Linked DNA regions of Oryctolagus cuniculus: region 2 is linked to region 1. A link is a contact called in public Hi-C data. All regions are on one chromosome and are shown on one strand. Each heading gives the region's core, a stretch centred on a gene start, on an enhancer-like site or on the middle of the called end of the contact. The rest is flanking DNA. Distances are from core to core; before and after follow the strand shown. Region 1 has its middle 45 kb from the start of STARD13. Region 2 holds the start of PDS5B (PDS5 cohesin associated factor B).

Region 1 (5,015 bases), core at 1,336-3,835:
AGAGTCACAGATTGGTGTATCGCAGATTGCCCATGAGAGTATTTCGGGCATGGAAAGCCATGACACTCTGGAAAAAAAAAAAAAAGAAGAAGAAGAAGACCTAAATGAAAGATCTCTGCAAGTGAGATCCCAGTAGAAAGAACGGGCCATCAACAAAGGAGGTACCTTTCTCTGAAGGGAGGAGTGAACTTCCACTTTGACTATGACCCTGTCGGAATAAGATCGAAGTCGGTGAACTCAAAAGGCTTCCATAGCCTTGGCAACTCATGACTAGAGCCTAGGGAGATTACTGACGCCATAAACAAGAGTGTCAAATTGTTAAGTCAACAACAGGAGTCACTGTGTACTTACTCCTCATGTGGGATCTGTCCTTAATGTGTTGTCCAATGTGAAGTAATGCTATAACTAGTACTGAAACAGTATTTTACACTATGTGTTTCTGTGTGGGTGCAAACTGATGAAATCTTTACTTAATATATACTAAATCGATCTTCTGTCTATAAAGATAATTGAAAATGAATCTTGATGTGAATGGAATGGGAGAGGGAGCAGGAGATGGGAGGGGTGTGAGTGGGACGGAAATTATGGGGGGGGGGAAGCCATTGTAATCTATAAACTGTACTTTGGAAATTTATTTTACTAAATAAAAAATAAAAATAAAAAAGTTATTATCTTAGCACAGTAACTTGAAATTGTAGATGGGGTAAACAATAGCAGACACACTTGGAAGACTACACTCTCCTTTTACAACTAAAAGTAACAATAATGAGGCTTCTAACAGACTTTCTGGGTAAAACTTTCTGCACGGTCAATCCCAACAGGGTCCTGAATACAGGTGGTTTGCTATTTTCTAGTCCTACAATGAGGTGTAGGTTTTAAGGTCCCTGACTCAATTTTCCAGGTGGTTTCAGAGACAAAGAATTGCTAATTTGTTATACTAATCTTGACATTTCAAATTTTAATTGGAAACAGTCTTTTTAAATTAGTCATATTCTCATTGGGGGGAAAACTCTGACAAGTGGTAAATTTGGTTAGATTGTATTTTGATTTTTTGGCTTATAAAATATGGTTCTTCAGCCCCAATGATAGTCATCTATTAAATTCTCAGCTCACCCCATAGTGAAGATGAAAAAGTATATATATGAGGGTGCTTCAAACAGCTCATAGAAAATTGAATTAATAGATAAGTTTATTTTGGTACAAATTTGAAATCCATAAATAATATGCATTTCCATGAATGTTTTGAAGACTGCCCTCATATGAATCTACAGCTCTGCTTGGAGAAAACAAATATTTTAACCAGGCTCACATAGAACTGCCAGAGGTTTTATTTAAAAAAAAACTTTAATAGGCAAATACATGGTTCAAAAGCTACCTTTCTGAATACAAAAGAATTTTCAGAAAAAAAATGCTCAATCATAATAGCATCAACATTTTGTAATGAGAATTTGATGCTAACCTTTCTCCTGTGATATTTAGTAAAGCCTTGTGCTTACCCAAGTTTTATCAATGTTTATTTCTGTGCTTCCATTTTCCAGCCACATTTGATATTGTAAAAATTATATAGTTTGATAGGAGATAATTGTTGACTGATAGTGAACCGATGGTTTTTTTTAAGAAGTGGTAGTGGCTGCTGACACAACCAGCCCTCCCTCTCCACAACTTCTTCATTTATAGGTTCGAACAATGCAGACTGAAAATATTCAGAAAAAGAAAGATTGCTCCTGGGCTATGTAGAGATCTCTCTTTTTCTAGACACTATTTCCTAAACACAACATAACACTATTTACAAAGCATTTACCTTGTGTTATTACATATAATCTGGAAATGATTTAAAATATACAGGAGTTATAGTTTCTATGCAAATGAGGGACTTGAGCATCCTTAGATTTTGGTACCCACAGAAAGTCCCAGCACCAATTGCCCATGGACACCACAGGATGACTGTAGTTTTTCCAGGGGAAGGAATTTGAGGCCTAGTCCTACACCCTAAACCACCTTTCTGCCAAGCTTTTGTCCTGCTGAAGAAGAAAATTCTCCTAGAAGCAAAACACAAGGTGGTGCTGTTGTATTTATGGTAAACTAGGTGGCAGCCTGGCCATTTCAGCTATCTGTAGGTTTCATCTGAAAGTGTTAAATATGTGCCAAAGGCAGGAAGGAACAGGCTTTGCATATATGAATGTTCTCAGTGTAGCCATCCTTTCAGATAAGGAGCGCTAAGCAGAACCAAGGAGGAGGAAAGTCAATTTCTTCCTTACCTGGAAGGCTTGAGGGGAAACCTTCTTAACAAAGGAAAGTGAAAGTCTCTAGAAAGGGGTTTCTTTTGTTGTTAAATCCTAGGAACTTGGGAAGTTCAGGATAGAAGAGATACAAAGGAATCACCTGGCCTATTTCCCTATCTGCAGACTGGTTTTAATTTATAAATTGTAAGTCAGCCAAGCCTTTCTCTTGGTTATCAGGTTTTCCAAGAAAGGCAATAACAACTACTCCAAGACAAATCAACAGTCTTCTTACTCTGAATGCGAGAGGAATAGAAAAGCTTTGGTCAGCTCCCGGGGCCCAGTGAGAAGTTTGAAGGGAGTAGAGCCCAGGGCGCTGAATTCTCCTCCTTCGTCTGCTTGGCTGGGACCAGATAGGACCCAGACTGCACATCTGCCCAGCAAGACTTGGGATTAATATCAGTGGTGTCCTCCTGGGATCGGATCACAAAACCACCTGGGAAGCTTTTAGAAAATACAGATTCCAGGGCCTCCTTCATAAATTTATTGAGTTAGAAAATTCTGGACAGGGCCTGGAAATGGTGTTAATAAAAATTCAAATGAGTATTTTCTCCGGAAAACTTTTTCCCTAACTGATGATATGAAAATGAGGTATGAATTTGTAGGCAATCAGCCCAGCAACAGATCTAAGAACTGGTGCGTAGGTACTACCAGATTAGCAAGCTCTCAAATTCCATCTGCATCCTTAGCACAAAGAAAGTGAAAAAATGAAAGTGAATTCTCGGGGCCAGCGCTGTGGCATAGCAGGTAAAGCCGCCGCCTGCAGTGCCGGCGTCCCATGGGGTGCCGATTCGAGACCTGGCTGCTCCACTTCCGATCCAGCTCTCTGCTATGGCCTGGGAAAGCAGTGGAAGATGGCTCAAGTCCTTGGGCCCCTGCACCCACTTGGGAGACCCGGAAGAAGCTCCTGGCTTCGGATTGGCGCAGCTCTGGCCGATGTGGCTCTCTGGGGGAAGTGAACCAGTGGATGGAAGACCTTTCTCTCTCTCTCTTTCTCTCTCTGTATAATTCTGACTTTCAAGTAAATAAATACATCTTTTAAAAAAATGAAAGTGAATTATCCTGGGTTAATATTTATTTATTTTTATTTGAAAGACACAATTACAGATAGAGGGAGGGAAAGAGAGAGAGAGAGAGAGGGAGAGCACTTTCATCCTCTGGCTCACTCCCCAAAAGGCCACAATGGTTGGGGCTGGGCCAAGCCAAAGCCAGGAGCCAGGAGCTTCTGAGTCTTCCACATGGGTGCAGGGGCCCAAGTACTTGGGCCATCTTCTGCCACTTTCCCAGGCACATTAGCAGGGAGCTGAACTGGAAGTGAAGCAGCCAGGACTCAAACTAGCAGCACTCCAATAACGGATGTCAATGTTGCAACTGGCAGCCTAACCCACTGTGCTATACCAGTCCCTATTGAATTATATTTCCAACACTTTGAGAAATCTGAAAGGATCTATAATCAAACATTGTCTACACTTTCCGAGCCCCTGAAATTAAGAAGTCCAGAACCATCATTGTAGTAAATATAAATATATATACATATTAGTAACAGTAATAATAGTAATTATATCCAGTCTGATGCCTATATACTGTTTTACTTTTCTTTAACTCTATGAATTGATTGGCAGTTGTGAAAATAGTGTTTTGGCCATTTCAGTTTTTATTCTTATAAAACTGGAAAAGTTAAACTACTTAAATACTTTGTATATAAGTAAGTCAGTCACACATTGACAAATTAAATTGTACAGAAATTCTTGACAAAAAAGCCTGTACATGATAATTTCTGGCTCTTAGACTATTTGGTAACAATGCAATTCAGCTCAGTCACACCCAAAAGTCTCATCTGAAAGAATCAGATAACTGAAGTACCATTTATTTACTCTACTTTGTGATACCAAAGTAATTAATTGTACTTTCCATTTCCACTTGCTAATGTAATGTGACCTCAATGTTATTTTCTAAGTAAATCGATTAGGCGATTTGGCTTGCATAGGCAAATGTTGCAGATGGGTAATTACACTAGCAAACAGAAACTTATATAAACTTTGCAAGGCATAGACTTAATGTCCCTTTAACATATTTGGCTTTTATTATTTGCAGTTTAAAAGCCATTTACGATGGCTAAGAATGTCATGCTACTAGTTTTAGTGATCTGTGATTACTTTAAGCTTTACTGTATATGGGTGATATGGTCATTTTTTCATTCAATTATTGTCTTTAGTCATTGTCTATATCCCCACTAAACTAGGCGCTTTTTGCTTTTTACTTGTTAAACTTCTTATTTGGTGAAACATTAAGCCTTTTTACTGCAATGTAAATTTAAAATATGTAATCTCAGGAACTAAAAAAGGAAATAGAGAAGGAGGGATGCTAGGTGGGACAGAGGGGTAGGGTGGGTGGGAGGGAGGGAGGGAGGAAGGGGCTATCATTATATTCTTTTTTTTTTCAATTTTTTTTATTTGACAGGCAGAATTAGACAGTGAGAGAGAGCGAGAGAGACAGAGAGAAAGGTCTTCCTTCCATTGGTTCACTCCCCAAATGGCTGCTACGGCTGGCGCGCTGCGCCGATCCAAAGCCAGGAGCCAGGTGCCTCCTCCTGGTCTCCCATGCAAGTGCAGAGGCCCAAGCACCTGGGCCATGCTCCACTGCCCTCCCGGGCCACAGCGGAGAGGTGGACTGGAAGAGGAGCAACCAGGACTAGAACCCTGCGACCATGTGGGATGCTGGCGCCGCAGGCGGAGG
Region 2 (5,015 bases), core at 765-3,264, 1.2 Mb after region 1:
GGAAGAGTAACAAAAACCACTGCAAAAGCAAACTTAACACAGGAAGAATCAGCTTAAATCAAAAGAGAAATAACAAAGTTCTTACAAACCGAGGAGGGGGAAGAAGCACTACTGTCCCATTTAAAAGACACCTTCAAAAAACACCCTAGCTGAGAAAAAATTTTTCAAACCATCAGAAAAAGGGGAAAAAGCTATTTCCGTTCTGTCTGAAGTGCATCTTTTCTATGTATTTGTAAGCAGAATGTTCTGGTTCAAGATGTATTTTTATAGTTAAGGTTTTGAGAACAGATCAATCAATACAAGAGGTCCCACGCTGTAAGTTTCACCCACACAGCCATCACCATAAATTTTAATTGAGTTTTTTGCTATCAACATGAGAAGCAAGATTAACTGTTCCACAAACTGAACTGTACACACCACAGGAATAACTCGATTCATTGTCCCTAAAAATGCTAACAGCTGATTATGCGCACTGCATAGGTAAGTGTTCTTTCAAGCCCACACTTGCGTTCCTATTTCACTTGACCACCACCAGTTAACAGAGAAAACTGTTTTGTCTTGAAGCCTTATCCACGGGCAACCCAGAACAATGATTTCACTGCCATTCAGGTTTTAAATACTTAGGACTGACTGAACAGCTCGCCCCCTGCACATAAACACACGCGTTTCTAGTGCTTATTGGGAAGGCAGTACGGGACTCCCCACCTCTCTCAAGACCCCAGACCAACCTCCCGAATCCCAGGCTACAAGCAAAAGTTTCCGAAAACTGTTCAACCAACGGGGACACTAGCGCCCATCCATCCCTTCCTAAGAAGGGCGTGAGCCCAGCGGTCCTGGCAGAGTGGGGCGCCGGAGGCCCCCGGAGCCCGAGCCCACAGCGCCCGCGGCCAGCGGCAGCCCGAGGGGCCGCGGACCAGGGCAGGGGCCGCGCTTCGGCGTGCAAACTCGCTCCCGCGGGTTAACAGTCGAGCCGCCGAGAGCAGCCTGGAAACCCACAGCAGCGGCTTTCTCTCCGGACCCAAAACTTTTCAAGTGTCGACAAAATAACAGTGCAAAAAAAAAAACGGGGGGGGGGGGTAGCTGTTCACGACCGCACACCCACTGGGCGGCCGGTCCTGCCGAAGCCAAAGCCGCCGCCGGGGAGGAGTCACTTCACGCCCGCGCTCCGCTCTTCCTCAATTGGGTCCTCGGGCTGCCCAGCACCAGCTCCGAGCGGCGCGGGGAAGCGCGCTTTCTCCGCCGGCGGCGGCCGGGTCCCACCGTGCGAAAATGTCACTCTCCCGAGCCCGCCGCCCCGGCCCCGCGGCCAGGCCGGGCGGCGCGCGGGGACCCGCCGAGAGCTCCGAGGGCGCCCCCCGGGGCCCCGCGCCGCCCGGAAGGGGGAAAAACCCGCCCGCGGGAGGATTCAACAGGAGCACCGCGCCGCCCGCCTGCCGCCCGGGAAACAGCCGCGGGCCGCCGGGGCGCGGGGGGAGGGGCGGCGGGCGCGCCGCGGGGGCTGCCCCGGGACCCCCGCCCCGCGCGCAAGGTCACTGCCCGCCGCCACCGCGGGCGCCCCGGCTCGGACCACGGCGGCAAGTTTAATTTCCAGCGGCTGCGGCTAGAGCCCGCGGCGTGCAGGAGCGCGCGCCGACCGCCGGCCCTCCCCGCCCCCACCCGCAGCCGGGCCCGCGCCCCCCAGACCCCCGGCCGCCGCCAGGCAGCCGGCCGCTGCAGCCCCCGACGCCCCGGAGGCTCGGCTCGGCTGGCAGGCGGGCGGGCGCCGCTCCAGCCCCGCCGCACACCACCCCACACACACAGCCGTGGTGGCGGCCGCTGAAAAATGGAGCGCGGCGAGCACAGAGGAGGGACATTTTTCTTTCCGTTAACTGAATTGTTGCCTACCTCCGGGTGCCCGACTCGCTACTCCTCTCACTCCGCTGCTCTCCGGGATCCGCCGCCGCCGCCGCATCCAATCGCCTCCTCCCCCCCCTCCCCTTCCGCAGCCAGCCCGGCCGTTCCTCCTCCTCTCCGCTTCAAAATGGCGCCAAGCGCTCTTCGGAGGCTGCTCCAATCGAACCGCCGCGGACAGCACCCGGGGGCAGGCAGAGCGCGGCGTGGGTGCGCAGCGCCCCCTGCCGACCGCATGGCCCTGCGCGCGCTCGTCCGCCCGCTGGGATCCCCGGGGCCCCGCCCCGTCCGCGCGCACGCGCAGGCCCCTCCTCCGCCCCGCCCGATGAGCGCGCGCGCAGCCGCAGAAGCACGTCGCCGCGGGGGCCGAGTGTGTGATGGGCCGCTGTCGGTACCCAGTCAGCCTCTGCGGAGAACGGTGGTCGCGGTTCTGTATCCCTAACTTTTTGGGTAAAGGTTGGGCGGTTTTTAAAACGCTGACGTCCCGCCCCGATGTTGTGCTATGTTAGCAAAATTGGTGTTATTAACTACTTCGCTCCTTCCCAGATAACGCTGGCCCGGATACTCTGAGTGAGCCACAGGTCTTTTTTTTTTTTTTTTTTCTGGCATTCCCTGTTGGGTCTTTGCTAAATTCCACCGCTTTGAGATTTGGAGACGCTGTTTAAGGGGCAGCAGAAGCTGGGGGGGGGGGGGGGGGGACGCACATAGTAATCCAACCTGTGACTGAGCATCCCGTTGCTTCGCGTTGTCGAACCTGAACTTTTGGAAGGAAACGGGGTCGCAGGGCCGCGAGGGGGACAGCAACAGGTGGACGTCTGCCGCCTGCACCTCCCGCGGGGGCGGCGCTGGGTCGGCCGCCGCGGGATGCGCGGGCTGTGCCGCTCACCGCGCCGATCGCCGGCGTGCGGGCCCCTCCAGGAGCTGGAGAACGGGCTTCTTCGCTTTTCTGCTTTGGCTTCTGGTATCACCATCCCTGCTGCGGGCCCGTCTCCCCTGGCATGGTGTATTTCGTTACTCCAGATTTGTTCCAGAGAAAATCTTTTTTCAGTGATGAAGACACGTGAAGTGCGCTATGGATTGCAATAGGGTATTTATCAATGGAAGCAAAAGTAATGCTGACACACAAACTACTATCATGGAGGTGGGAAAGATGGTATAAGATGCCGTCATCTGCAGCCAGGGAGCCTGTGGGTGCTGAGCCCGATTCGTTGGGCTTTCAGGAGGTTTCCCCAGACGATGCTGCTAAAGTCCCCTCCATGATCACTAGACCTGAGTTACTGTAATCCACTGAGATGCTGCCATTGAATAGACACAAGGCTTCTACCCATCTTACACATTTGACTTAAATCTGCTGTGAGTTCTTTCCGACCTCTTTTTAAAACCATCTCAGGAATTTCCCTACTTTATATCACTGTTAACAGCAACAAAAATCTTGCCCGGCCAGAGAGATCTAGAAAAAAATTATAACTCTTTGATGGTTGCTATCTTTCTTTCTTTGCCCTCTTCAATTCTCAAACCTCCAAACACAGAACACAGGAAAGTTTAAGGGGTTGACACTGTGGCACAGTGGGGTTACCTGCCATCTGCAGTGCCTGTATCCCATATGGGCACTGGTTGGGGTCCCTGCTGCTCCATTTCCAATCCAGTTCGATACTAATGCAGTTGGGAAAGCAGGGAAAGATGTCCCAAGTCCCTGGGCCCCTGCCACACATATGGAAGACATAGAAGAAGTGCCTAGCCTAGCTCCTGGCTTAGGCCTGCTGCAGCCCAGGCTATTGGGGCCATTTGGGAAGTGAATCAGTAGATGGAAGATCTCTTTCTATGTCTCCTCTCTCTCTCTCTCTCTCTCTCTCTCTCTCTCTCTGTAACTCCGTCTTTGAAATAAATAAATCGTTTTTTTTTTTTAAAGAAAAGTTCAAAAGAAAAGCAGAAGGAGGGCCAGACTTCTTGCATGAGTTTTTCACTGTTCTTATCCCAGCAGGCACCCAGCAGATATTTTCATTGAGTGTGTGAATTGTTTAAGAATGATGTGCTCTATCTCGTGTGTGGCAGTGAGTCCTGAGATGGCTAAAGGTGTTACATCAGCTCTGTGAGCAGTTTTGCCCGTTTCAGCATGAACCCTGTTAGACAATGGTGTGTCATGAGTGACAGTGGTGAAACCCAGAATACATATTTTTTTTAAGATTTATTTATTTATTAGAAAGTCAGAGTTACACAGAGAGAGGAGAGGCGGGGGCGAGGTGGGGGGTCTTCCATCTGCTGGTTCACTCCCCAGCTGGCCGCAACAGTCAGAGCTGCACCAATCTGAAGCCAGGAGTAGGAGCTTCTTCTGGGTCTCCCATGTGGGTGCAGGGGCCCAAGGACTTGGGCCGTCTTCTACTGCTTCCCAGGCCACAGCAGAGAGCTGGATCAGAAGTGAAGCAGCCTGGACTTGAACCGGCACCCATATAGGATGCTGGCACTGCAGGTGGTAGCTTTACCCACTATGCCACAGCACCGGCCCCAGAATACATAGTGTTCATTCAGTCCGCCAACACTACAGAATTGAACCCAAGGAAAGCTTGGGCCAGAAAGGAGACGGCATTCAAAAGAGATTTACAGTGGAGGATAGTAGGGAATTACCATTAGGCCAGATAGAAAAAAAAAAAAATTTAAAGCATCAATGAGACATTGCTTCTCATAAAAGGGTTTGCTTTTATACAATGGCAAGTGGATTTACAGAAAATAGTGACAGCCAGCGCCACGGCTCACTTGGCTAATCCTCACCCTGCGGCGCCAGCATCCCAGGTTCTAGTCTCGATCGGGGTGCTGGATTCTGTCCTGGTTGCTCCGTTCCAGTCCGCTCTCTGCTCACAGAGCTGATGCAACACCTTTAGCCATCTCAGGACTCACTGCCACACACGAGATAGAGCACATCATTCTTAAACAATTCACACACTCAATGAAAGTATCTGCTTGGGCCCTGCACCCACATGGGAGACTGGAGGGAAGGAAGCACCTGGCTCCTGGCTTTGGATCAGTGCATCGTGCTAGCCGTGGCGGCCATTTGGGGGGTGAAGCAATGGAAAAGGAAGGCCTTTCTCTCTGTCTCTCTCTCTCTCTCTCTCTCTCACACAGTCTAACTC

Evidence for each region. Hi-C and Micro-C count contacts between places; a contact is called where the count stands out from the background.
Region 2: a Hi-C map of an unstated tissue shows a contact between it and region 1, with 9 times the contacts expected there. The contact joins the promoter of PDS5B here to the enhancer-like site in region 1. A contact is called at or near these places in 2 of 6 Hi-C or Micro-C datasets (skin fibroblasts and an unstated tissue).

Annotation. Positions count from the first base shown.
Region 1 is chr9:80,504,851-80,509,865 of mOryCun1.1, forward strand. No RefSeq gene overlaps it. Among named protein-coding and RNA genes, the nearest start is that of STARD13, 45 kb to the right of the region's middle. Within about 2 kb of position 2,586, at least 1 of the 8 cell types and tissues checked has an H3K27ac peak or open chromatin away from gene starts, as enhancers often do.
Region 2 is chr9:81,720,588-81,725,602 of mOryCun1.1, forward strand. PDS5B (PDS5 cohesin associated factor B) reads right to left here and starts at 2,015. Exons shown (of 34, transcript XM_051831824.2): 1 at 1,885-2,015.